Regions from separate parts of the Rattus norvegicus genome. Here region 1 is linked to region 2. The links are chromatin contacts, called in public Hi-C maps. All regions are on one chromosome and are shown on one strand. The core of a region is the stretch at or near the end of the contact, and the rest is flanking DNA. Distances in the headings are between cores, read along the strand shown. Region 1 holds the start of Abcb10 (ATP binding cassette subfamily B member 10). Region 2 has its middle 18 kb from the start of Rab4a.

Region 1 (2,700 bases), core at 101-2,600, 210 kb after region 2:
GAGATTTAGGGATCTGGGTCTCAGTGTGCCTTTGCTCCAACCAGTCTTGCTTGCATTGGCTGCCAGACATGGGGGAGTTACAGAATACTGTCATTTAGACCCAATCAATTCTGATTTCTTTTTAAAAGCCATTTGTCGATCCGGGTGAGTTTCTGTCTAGTTTCTTTATGCCGTGGCTAATGCCTGGTCCTGACCAAGCCATTTAGGGAGGTGACAGCCAGCACGAAGTTCACAGTGCTCAACTTCATCCTGTTAATTTTTGGTGGTTGCCTTGATACTGTGTAACCCTAGCGATTTTTTTTTTGGTTTTTTTTTGTTTGTTTGTTTGTTTTTCTTTTCTTTTTTTTCGGACCTGGGGACTGAACCCAGGGCCTTGCGCTTGCTAGGCAAGCGCTCTACCACTGAGCTAAATCCCCAACCCTCCTAGCGATGTTATTATTATTATTATTATTATTATTATTATTATTGTTGTTGTTGTTGTTGTTGTTGTTATGCTAGGCAAGCGCTCTACCACTGAGCTAAATCCCCAACCCTCCAAGCGATGTTTTTATTATTATTATTTTCATCATCATCATCATCATCATCATTTTAAATGTATAATATAAAGTAGGCATGGGTTTTGTCAAAACTTGTGGTGTTTTTTTCCTTAAAGGAGGAAACGCTAGCTTATTCAGAGAATGCACCAAAGCAGTCGCTGACAACAATTTTAATATTCTGGTAACAGGCTCTACAGATGGAGAGCGTCAGCCAGCTGGGAAAAGGCATCCATAGCCTTCCAACAGGTGTCAGCAGACCTGATCGCCCTTGTCAAGGCCGAGCCCAGGCCGGGGCCCACCGGCCGCCCACTGGTCTCCCCCAGGGTTCCTACCTGACAGTCTCCCGCGCTCCGGGCGCACCAACCCCAGGAGCTTCCACACTTCTGAGCGCCCGGTCGTCGCGGGCCGCCGCTGCGAGTCGTTCCCAAGGTCTCGCACACCGGTGGCCGCTGCTCCCTGGAGCCTGGCGAACAGGGGATGCGCGGCGCGGGGTCCTGCCAGCACCCAACACCTGCGGATCCCCGAGGAGGTGGCCCACCGTCCCACGCCGCCAGGCAGCCCCGAAAGGGGCACGGGAAAGCGGAGGCCCGGGCTCGGCTCGTGGATCAGAGAGGTCCACGCGCGTACGAGCGGAGTCCACTCAGAAGCCAACCATGTCCGAGAGGAGACGGCCGGGGCCCAAGCTCGCACAGCAGGGCCCCGGCGCGGAAACAGCAGCAGCGCCCTGGCAGGAGGGGCGCGCATGGCGCTGCGTCTGCCCCGACAGTCTCACCAGCCGGCCGGGCCGCAGGACCCGGGACCCTCCCGGCCCGGCCCGAGCACGGGGCGGGGACGCAGCAGCGGCCCGCCCCTCCTGCCCCATCGGGCGGGCGCCCGGGCCGCGCCTTCCGCCTCGCAGGGTCCACCCCTGGGCGGCGACCAGCCGGTAGCTCCCCAGCAATGCCTTGTCTAGGCTGCAGTCGCCAGCGCCTGCGCCCGCGAGCCGCACGCGGAAGCTTTTTCGCGCTCCTGCGCCCTCCGCGGCTTGTGAACCTGGGAGCGTCCGAGCCCTTTCTGTCGCCGGCCACTGCCGAAGTGCGCACGCGCGGCACTCTGGTCGCAGATTATGGACCGCGCTTGAGACCTTTGGGTACCTCTGCCTTGGATACGGTCGGCGGACCAAGGAGACCAAGGCTTTTTATAGGACTGTGCAATGTAGGAGCTGCTGCAGAGGCCGGGAGAGTAGAAGTGGCCCCTCGAGCAGCACGGCGGGCCGTGGGTATCCTATGGAGGCCTGGAGTGAGGAAGGGGGAGAGTTTGTGGACTCCTAGATAGTTCGCTCGACCAGAACGAAATGCAATGGAGCCACTGGAGTTCAGCCGGGCACACGCTTTTAATCACAGCACTTGAGAAGCAGAGACAGGAGATCTCTGAGTTCGAGGCCAGCGTGGGCTGCATAGTGAGCCCCTGTCTTTAAAAAAGGGGAAAGGGAGAGTCGCAAAACAACCTCAACATCAATCAGTATTTTAGTTCAATATATTCCTGAAACCCAGCACGAATGGAAAAAACTCTTAAGGAACAAAACATCAGACTTTCAAACGCATAAGTCTCCGAATTTGCAGGATTCTTCCTCTTTTTACCCCAGTCCCAACCCTGGAAAAGTCATTTATTAAAATAGGAAGTGGGAGGGTAATACAGCCTTCACTTCATGAGTACCGGGTCACTTAAGTTCAGAAAAAAAAGAGACAAGAAAAAACAAAACCAACCAGTAAGCAGTTGTAGTTTATGTTTTTTATTTTGTTTTGTTTTCCTCTCTTAGAAAATTCCCCATGTTTGGCCCAGACATTGAGCACCCCTTTAATCCAAGCACCCAGGAAGGAGAGGCAGGTAGAATGGAACTCTTTGAATTTCAGCCCAGCCTAGTCTACATAGAGAGTCCCAGGATAGCCAGGACTACATTAAAAAACAAAGTCTCAAAAATAATAAGAATATAAGAATTTTCCATATTTGTCTGGATCCTGAGACTTCAGCATCTTTGTATGTTTTCACACTCAGACAAGGGCCTCACCTGCATGTCAAGTTCCGAGGTGGAGAGGTGAGCATCACCACGAGAACAGGTTGGAGCAGTGGGAAGTCCTTTACAATGCAGCCCCGAGACCCAAGAAGACTTGAGTTTTCTTCCCAT
Region 2 (2,700 bases), core at 171-2,670:
CTTCATGCTATCTGGTCACGGAGACCACCCAGCTGGGCGCTCTGCAGCCCCGAGCTGCTACTTTTGCATTCAGAGACTCAGTCTCCTCGACTTCCCCAACACTGCCTCTTTCTGTCTCTCATCTCTGCTCAGTGAGATGACTGACAGAGTAGTGACTTGAATCAGCCTAGAGAGCATCCCAACCAGGCTGAGGCAAGAGGCTCATTTAGAGGTCAAGACAACCTAGGCTACAGGGTGAGTAAGACTGTGTCAAAATCAAAAGGAAAGGGAGAAGGGGAAAAGGAAGTGAGGGAGAAGGGAGTGAGGGAGAAGGGAGGGAGAGAGAAGGAAGTGAGGGGAAGGGAGTGAGGGGGAGGGAAGAGAGGGGGAGGGGAATGAGGGGAAGGGAGAGGGAAAGCTTGGAAGAAGCTCACCGGTAAAGTACTTGCCTAATGTGCATGAGGCCCTGGGTCCACAGGAAGAAGGACCACCCTTGGTGCAAGGAAGACAGGGAGGGGGGAGGGAGGGAGGGAGGGAGGGAGGGAGGGAGGGAGGGAGGGAGGGAAGGAGATCAGGAGGAAAAGAAGGGAGAGAAAAGAAGGAAAAGGAAGAGGAGGAAAGAAGGTAGAGAAGGAATGAGGGAGGGAGAGAAACATTGAAAGTAGAAAACTATAAGGCTTAGAAATAAAATAGCTGGCAAAGAAGCTCCGAAACCTCATCCTGTCACTAAAGCCTTGAAGCCAGCGCCCGCTCCGGACAGAGTAATCCAGAACCACTCCAGACCCACCACCATCCTCTCTAATGAGGTCTGTTCCCACCGAACCCTGCTGGTCTCGTGTCCCAGGCCTCTGTGTCCTCTACCCCATCCTTACCCATCAGATCAACCCTCGAACACTGATGCCAAGGGGAGGAAACAGAAGGCCACACTCCCCAAAGCTGGTTACCGTGAGAAGCATGGGCCCTCAGGTGGCTGTAGTCAGGGGAAGAAGAAACAAGATAGAGAAATGGGGGGAACGGACAGGAAATAGGACAGAGAAATGGGGGGAATGGACAGGAAATAGGACAGAGAAATGGGGGGAGCAGGAAAAGGACAGAGTGGGGTTGGGGATTTAGCTCAGTGGTAGAGCGCTTGCCTAGCAAGCACAAGGCCCTGGGTTCGGTCCCCAGCTCCGAAAAAAAAGAAAAAAGAAAAAAAGAAAAAAAAAGAAAAGGACAGAGAAATGGGGGGAACGGACAGGAAATAGGACAGAGAAATGGGGGGAGCAGACAGAAAATAGGAGCACAAGCAGCAAGGAACTGAAGACGACTTTAGGAAGCAAGTGACCTGGAAGACGACTTCGGGAGACTCTCTTTTAAGCAGAGCTTCTCAATGCGCAGGCTCCATCAGCCTCAAACAGTGTCTGGAGCTTTGGGATTGCCCTGGAAGTCAGCTCTGAGTTACCTCAGGCTTTTCACACAGACACCTCAGGGGCCTGAGCCTGCTCTGCCTTTCCATTTCTTCTCTGAGGATGTAACCAGTTATCTTGACACGGGAGACCAGACACGCACTCTACAGGTGAACGCAAAGTTAGAAGGCGGTAGCTGGCTAGTGGAGGTGCTGCTGCTTCTGGGGATGGTAGTGGCTGGGAGGATGATGGGGGGGTGGTAGTGGTTGGAGGTGGTCATGGTGGGGAAGGTGAAGATGAAGCAGAAATGATGGGGGTGGCAACATTGACAGAGGTAAGGGAGGAGATACTGGAAGAAAAGTGCAAATTGCAAATGGCTTGACAGCCCACAGCTGTAATCCCCAAAACAAATAAAATAACAGAGAGAAAGAGCGATCCAAGAGAGTAGAAAATATATAGGCTTCTCTAAGATCTAAAACCGCCATTCAAAGGCTCACTCTGAGGCTGGACCAGCACAAGACCAGCGCACCTGGCATGTCCCAGGCGATTTCCTAACAACCCCAAAACACAGAGGAATCTTAAAGGCGGCCTGAGGTAAAACAGCTTGTGCAGGGTTCACAGTTGGCACAGTTGCAGTTGCCGCTCCAACAGAAGCCACGGACACCAGCAGGCATCACGGGAAGAGGAAAAACCTGCTGACCTAGAATCTCACGCCAACAAATCACATCTGTCAAAGCCGAGAGAGAAACAAGGTTTTCAAACGAGCAAGAGCTAAGACTTGTGCCGTGGGCATCCGTGTTCCTCGGAATGTCTTCAGGAGGGAGGGCAGGTGTGGGAACGTGGGGATGGGTTGTTAAAGGCCTGTGCTTCAGAGGTGACTCTTTAAAAGCAGGGGTGAGTCGCCTGTTTCCCAATTTTGGACACAGAAAGCTGTGTTTGTCACCTCAGTGTTCCCGTGACAGAAGTAATTGCCACATGGACTCTGTGACCCTCAAGGTCTGGAATTGTACAGGACTCGTGGCACTGCTGGTCTAAATCAAACTGTGGGGCTTACGCTGTACACAGCCTACGTCTTCCTGGCCTCAAAGCCTGCCTCTCCCTCCCAAGGACTGGATGTGTATGCGCCTTCACACCTAGTCTATGTGGGACGGGACCAATGGCTCTGTCCACACTAGGCAGGCATTCTACCAATGGATGGGCAGCCAGGGCCCAGGAAGAGAAACTTTATTCCAGGTCATGTTTCTGCAGTGAAGTTTGGGATACATTCACTTAAAATAAGAGCTGCCTGGGTCAGCAAAGTTCTGGGAGCTTTGTTTATCTGTTTAAAATAGAACAA

Evidence for each region. Hi-C and Micro-C count contacts between places; a contact is called where the count stands out from the background.
Region 1: a Hi-C map of frontal cortex shows a contact between it and region 2, with 5 times the contacts expected there. The contact joins the promoter of Abcb10 here to the enhancer-like site in region 2. A contact is called at or near these places in 4 of 12 Hi-C or Micro-C datasets (frontal cortex, kidney and liver).

Annotation. Positions count from the first base shown.
Region 1 is chr19:68,878,853-68,881,552 of GRCr8, forward strand. It overlaps Abcb10 (ATP binding cassette subfamily B member 10), which reads right to left and starts at 1,351. Exons shown (of 13, transcript NM_001012166.1): 1 at 869-1,351. The coding sequence starts at 1,280.
Region 2 is chr19:68,673,296-68,675,995 of GRCr8, forward strand. No RefSeq gene overlaps it. Among named protein-coding and RNA genes, the nearest start is that of Rab4a, 18 kb to the right of the region's middle. Within about 2 kb of position 1,421, at least 27 of the 93 cell types and tissues checked have an H3K27ac peak or open chromatin away from gene starts, as enhancers often do.